2 separate regions of the Mus musculus genome follow, and region 2 is linked to region 1. Evidence: chromatin contacts called from public Micro-C data. All regions are on one chromosome and are shown on one strand. The core of a region is the stretch at or near the end of the contact, and the rest is flanking DNA. Distances in the headings are between cores, read along the strand shown.

Evidence for each region. Hi-C and Micro-C count contacts between places; a contact is called where the count stands out from the background.
Region 2: a Micro-C map of embryonic stem cells shows a contact between it and region 1, with 14 times the contacts expected there. The contact joins the promoter of Sox6os here to the promoter of Denn2b in region 1. A contact is called at or near these places in 1 of 39 promoter capture datasets (embryonic stem cells) and 4 of 484 Hi-C or Micro-C datasets (all in embryonic stem cells).

What each region holds. Positions count from the first base shown.
Region 1 is chr7:109,615,730-109,618,757 of GRCm38.p6, reverse strand. Denn2b (DENN domain containing 2B) reads left to right here and starts at 1,611. Exons shown (of 20, transcript NM_001001326.1): 1 at 1,611-1,700.
Region 2 is chr7:116,030,305-116,033,445 of GRCm38.p6, reverse strand. Sox6os (SRY (sex determining region Y)-box 6, opposite strand) reads right to left here and starts at 1,467. Exons shown (of 2, transcript NR_152104.1): 1 at 1,279-1,467; 2 at 896-1,126. All of the region lies in intron 1 of Sox6 (SRY (sex determining region Y)-box 6), which reads left to right.

The DNA of each region.
Region 1 (3,028 bases), core at 362-2,861:
TAGAAAGGGGTGGACTTGCCTCATCTGGGTTCGGAGACTAGGCAGGTGTGTGTTCCTTGGGTTCAGATAAAGAGCAGAATTTGCTGTGTTTAAGAGGAAAGAGAAACAGAGCTTTAGTGATACTGAATTCCTATGCAGATGTGGGGATTCTGGGCTTATCACTACTTAAGGATCTGTAGTAGTCTGCCATTTCTACTTGGGTTTTATGTCGTGTTTTTGTGTATTATCTTCAGCATATATTTGTGAGTTAAATTCAAGTCAACCAAAGTCTGGTTTTGGGAATTTTGTAGCATACTGAAGGTGAGTCAACATCACAAGGAATTCTGCAAGGGATAAGCGTTACAGATTCCATCAGGGCCCCCCCACCCCTCCCCCAGCATTATTTTGAGGAGCAGCATTGGAGAATGGCCTCCTTGAGCCTCATTGTCTTCATCCTCATCAGCCTCCACCTTCCCACATGCAGTCAATCCATTTACCAACCCCGAGTTCTACTTGAAAAATATATCTACTAGATTGGTGGAGGAGAGGTACTAACAATTGGGGGGTGGTGGATGAGAGCTGAGTGCCTAATTTGAAGTGTTTTTGACTAATAGCACCTTGACACTGCACCTCACACCCTAGTCCTCTGCCACCCCAGTATGAGATATATTCATAGAAAGTAGAAAGTCGGGAGGAGGCTGGCTCAGTGACAGGTGGCCAGTTGGCGATGAGGTCAGGCACTGCTAAGGTCTTGTGACTCTAGCTCTGGTATTCTTGGCAACTGTTCTGCTTAATGTATGCCAGAAAGTTGAAAGGCTTGGACACTGGTTTTGGATCTCTCATTTCCTGGTTCAGTAAATGGGAGCAAGTAATTTAACTTTACTTTAGATACATTTTTAAAATGTGTTAAATTAATATAACACCAGTCGTAACTTTTAGGACTACTCTGTCAGAGAAAAAAATGAACCAGGATTTGGGAGGTTATTTTGGGAAGATGTAAGATAGTACTTGGGGGTAGGGCAGGGCATTTTTTCTCTAGTTTGCAGCAGATATTGTGCATGTCATAGATGTTATCGGTCATTAAATCTTTGGGCTAGAAGGGTGGCAGATAGATTTACCTTAACAGGACTTAGATAGAGTCTTCACTTTCCCTTGGAGGCCCACACTTGTGGTTCTTAGAAAATGAGCTGGTTTTCAAGATCAGGCTTCTGTGTACTTTATAGCAAAACATAAAGGACTAGGAGACCCTTGACTTGTCTCTACTCTCAGTTCCTAACTAGTTAGGTAAGTGTGGATCAAGTATCTGATCTCTCTGGGCCTCAGTGATCCCATCTATAAAATGGTAGCAAACCTATCTGACCAGTGTGTTAAGAGCATCAAACAAACTAGTACATCTATTTTGAGAGGGTTAGGCAGCATCCAAGCAAAAGTATACATAGGGCTACTAAAAGGGCCTTCTGTGTCCCAGGTACGGCCCTGGCACTTGTACAGTTTCTCATTGGAGGCCTGGGCTGTGGATCTTTTGTTCAGAGAGGAGGCTGTTTGCATTGTGTTTGATGTCCTGGCTCTGACTGTAGACTTAAACAGTGTTCCTCCTAATCCTGATCTAGTTTGTTTCTTCTCCTTTGCAGGAAGACAAGAGACTGCTTGGGCTCTGGCACTAGTACCATGGGACCCTGTACTGGCTAAAAGCTGTCTCCAGGACCTGAACAGTCAACAAGGTAACCAGAGAGGCCAGTCTAGGCCAGCTTCTAGGATGTGAACTGTGTTTCTGCCCCAAATGCTCCTGAAAAATCCCAAGCGAACAAACAAGTTGAGGCAGCACGCATCAGGGTCCCTCCTCATTCCGCTGCTGCTGCAGGACCCAGAGGAAGTGCTTGCTTCCCCTCCAAGCCTTCAGCTAGCTCCCTCCCCTTTGGCAGGGATTCTTCCAAGTTATAAAAGCTGAGACACTAGAGGGGAGGAAAACAAGTCCACTCACTGTCCTCACCCTTCTCCCCTCTGGGTTGTTGCAGCAAGTTCCCAGGAACAGACCTGGGCTCCTGGTTGACTGGAAGGGAGGTAGGAGGAGTGGAATGCATGCATAAACTGAGCCGATCAAAAGACCGCGCTGTTTCAAGGCCGGCTAGAACTCAGAGAATGTGTAGAAGCACGCGCACGCATAAACGTGCGCGTGCTAGCTCGCTCCTGGGACACCGGGTTGAGGGAGAGCGCCTAGCTGAGTGAGAGCAAGCCTGCAAGCGTGTGTGCAGCCTAGGACAGGTCTCCATGACAACCAGCCTGACTGGCTAGCTGCGCTAGCTCTGCTCACTTGGCTGGAAGGAGTGTCTTGAAAGGTCAGAGGAAGGAGCTGTGGGAAGTTCGCAGCAGGTACTGGAGCTTAAGCCAGTGGATCTGGGGGCCCTGGGCTCCCTAAGCGACTGTGGTGTGAGCCAGCCTCTGTGGAGAATGGAGTGGGCAAGAAATCACCCGGACTACCAGGTAAGGGCACCTCTGAGCCCCTTGCTTTGAGTCGGGCTGTTTATGGCAGGCCAGTGTCTGTGCTCTTCACTTCAGAGTTTGGGGGTCGAGAATGATGTCATACTCCAACAGTTGGATTCTATTAGCTCCGGGAGGAGGAGGGAAACTGCCAATTTTCTTGACTTTGCAAATCTAGCTAATCTCACTCTGGCTGAATCGGAGATGTTTAGGCTTCACTCTGCTTTTATTTAGCACAAAGCCACTGGATATTTTCACAGGAAGGTTCTTTTATAGGAAAATGAGTTCTCATCGCTCTAGCACTGTTGAAGTTCTTATGTGGAAACTTTTGAGCAGCTTGGTCGGTTTTACCTCGTGCTCTCTTATCTCCATGCTGCTATGTCTGACTTGTAACAACAATCAAAGTAGCTAATGAAGCTCAGAGAGGAGCCTGCAGTGAGTTTCAAGTCCATCTGGGACACTTGACAGGGCAGAGGGACTGGCACAACAATATCTGAGCGGGGGCCTTGCACTGTCTATGAAGTAGCTTTGGAAATAGGAAACAACCCCCTCCCCATTAATGATGCCCATC
Region 2 (3,141 bases), core at 218-2,717, 6.4 Mb before region 1:
TGGGAATGAGATGAAAAAGAAGTCAGGTGGCTTAGAGAGTGAATTGTTAAGTCTCCGTAAAGTTCGAGGTAGGTATTTCATGGAAGTTCGCACAAGTGTGGGATGGAAGAAGTTGGTGTGCCTACTGTGTTGTGTTAGTGTTTCTCTCTCTCTCTCTCTCTCTCTCTCTCTCTCTCTCTCTCTCTCTCTCTCTCTCTCTCTCTCTCTCTCTCTCCTTCTCCCTCCCCCTCCCCTCTCTCTCCTCTTCCTCCCCTCTCTCCCTTTCCCTCGCTCTTTCTATTCTCCAGCTTAGGGTTCAGATGGGGCTCTTGGATGGCAATGCCCTTTGTACCCACAAGAGGGCAACATCTTGAGGGCTTTGTGAACACTGGATCTTTCATCGCGGCATGCTTGCTTGGGTTTTGAGAAAGTTTTAGCGAAACTTTCAAAGTGATATTTTATGTTATTCATAATATCAAAAAGTAAAGTCATAAAAAAGAAGAAACAAGAGAAAGGTGGAGGAGGAAAGGATGGGGAGAGGGAGAGAGGGGAGAGAGGGGAGAGGGGGAAGAGGGGAGAGGGGAGAGGGGGGAGAGGGGGGAGAGGGAGAGAGAGAGAGAGAGAGAGAGAGAGAGAGAGAGAACAGTTTAGATTGCCAGGGGAGTCTGAGCCACAGAAGGTGGGGGAGGGCTGTTGTAATTGTGGGTTTGGCCGACTGACGACTGGAGTGCCCTCTTCGGCAATCTTAGTTGTAGCCGGAGGTCATGTAAATCGACCTTAAAAGAATGCATAAGCCATAAATTAAACCCTCACCCAACGGCTGATCCATAAGTAGACAAAATCTAACCTGGACAAAACGGGCTTCCTTTAGGGCCGAGTTAACCCCTCTCCCCCAATAGAAACTCAATGCGAAGTTAGTTTTGTTAGAGAATGAATATTTTGTTTTCTTGAAAAGTGTCGATTTGCCGTGTGACTGCGCCGCCGCAGTTCTAAGAGGCGTCAGTGTTAGCCAGGCTGTGGCTCAGGGGCCGGGAGGACCCGCAGGGCTTCTGAACCTCCCCCATTTCGGACTGGGATCGTTGGCTAGTTGTGGGGTTGACGCTGGCCTAGGGCGGGCGGGACTCCAGGATCTTCGTAGCTCTCCGCGCTAGGGGTGAAATTTACCCGGAGGATTAAAGAAAACCCGGGTGGCTAGAAGCCGCGCGCTCCCTCCTCGCCCTCCACCACCGGGGCTTCCCACGACTTTCCCGGGACGCTCGAGTTCCAGTTCCCCTTGCTCCCTCCACTATTGCACTTTACTTTTAATGGTCCTCTCAGCAGTACACAAACCGAACTCCAAGGCAGTTTGCAACCCAACGGTGGTCCTTTTTGCTCAGCACGCTTGCTGCGCAGGCTGGCCCGCTGACGGCGTGGGCGAGGGACAGCCCCGTAAGGCTCGCGCGGGTTCGGCTTCCAGGTCCTCTGCGCTTCAGCCGGCACCCTCGGCTCAGAGCCTGACCCGCAACCTTCGTCCCTCTAGGCTCTCTGCCCGGCCCGCTACTGGCTGCCCGCTGCGGGCCGATGTTCGGAGCACCGGCTGGGCCCTGGGCGGGAGGCGGTGTTGGCGAGGCTCGCCTGCCCCGGGGGAGCTGCTTTCGGCTTTCTCCCTTAAAGGGCAGTACGAAGAAGGACCCGGGTTTGTGCAAAGGCTGCTGGGGCTGAACTGCTGCAAATGCAAAGGAACGGCCGGGCTCTGCGGAGGACAGACTGGCTCCGGGTCCGCGCAGCTTTAAGATAAAAAGAATTGGTGTGTTCGGATAGATAAAAGGTGGTCGTTTCCGGCGTATTATGAGTTTTATTTAAGCTTGTCTGACTCTGACCAAGTTTGAAAATGTTTGTTTGTGTGAATGACCAGTTATCGGCAGCGACTCCAGTTTGTGGTCTAAAATAAGTCATTTACTGGGCTGGCAGGGCTGCTAGTTAGCAAGATGGGCTGTTCTAGGCTGCTTCTGCGAGTTGCCTCCTGTAAGGGCCGCACTTGAAGTTTCAGTCTCAAGATAGTCCGAAACTGTCCCAGCGGCACAATAGATTGGGCTCCGGACCTCCAGTTTCAATGTCTGAGAGGGAGTTCTGGTGACTTCTCGGTCCTGGACGCTGGGCTCCAGGGTGAACTCCAGTGGCTTGGCTTTTGGCCCTCACGGAACCGCCCAGCCAGCAACCCAGTGGAGAGAATGCCCCTTCCCCCCGCCCACCAGGGTCTCCTCTCTTCTGTCCTTTGTAGTCACATGTCCGGGTTTTCCCCCTGGTCCGAGAACAGACACAGCCCCGCCCAGTCTATTTCTAGAAGGTGGGTTCGGTGAATAAAAAGGTCAAGTGGTTACGTTCCCGAGCTGGTCCACAGTGAGGGGGGACAGGACAGACACCTGGCAAGGCCCGCCCCGCCTGTCCCCCCAACCCTGGCGGGCCTGCCTGCCTGCGACTGGCCTCCCTAGGCCACATTCTTGTGTTAGGTTGGAGAGGCGAGAGGCGGTAGGAGAGGGAACCCTGAACCGGCCCAGAGCAGGCGAAGCTGATCCCGAGATGGCATTTTGTTTTGAACAGTTGGTGGGGAGGACGCTTCCTCATAAGGTAAGGTGTCAACTGGACAGTTGGCTGCCCAAATGCCACATGTATAATTAGCCTGCGTACTCAGCACCTCATCCCCAAGGCCCATAGGCACGGGCTTGGCTGACTTGAGTAGCTCAGTTCAGCTCTGGATTACAGGATTCCCAAGGGAAGCCTAACCGGCCAGGAGAGCCTGGAGAGGCCCTGGCTAGGAAGACTGACCATGAAATCTCGCTTTTGATTTTTGCCTTTTCTCCTTCTCCAGTTTTTCGTAGTTTTCAGCTAAGGGGCAAGTGCTGGTTAGGAGAAGGTACCCAACATCAGCGGCAGGTTGCAGACTGGATGGGGAAAGGGGAAACAGAACAAACCTGGCCACATCCTACCCACATGCTGCCCTGGAGAATCTGCTCAAACACTCTGTGTGCACTCATCTATTGGGATCAGCCAGTCTTGGCACTGTGTGACTTGGCTTGGGAAGAGACTTCAGATCTGCTCACTTGTCTCCCTGCTTCCCCCACTCTCAGAGGTCTATCACAATAATTTAGTGTCAGTGCCTGATTGTAGTTTCTGCTCCCGCTT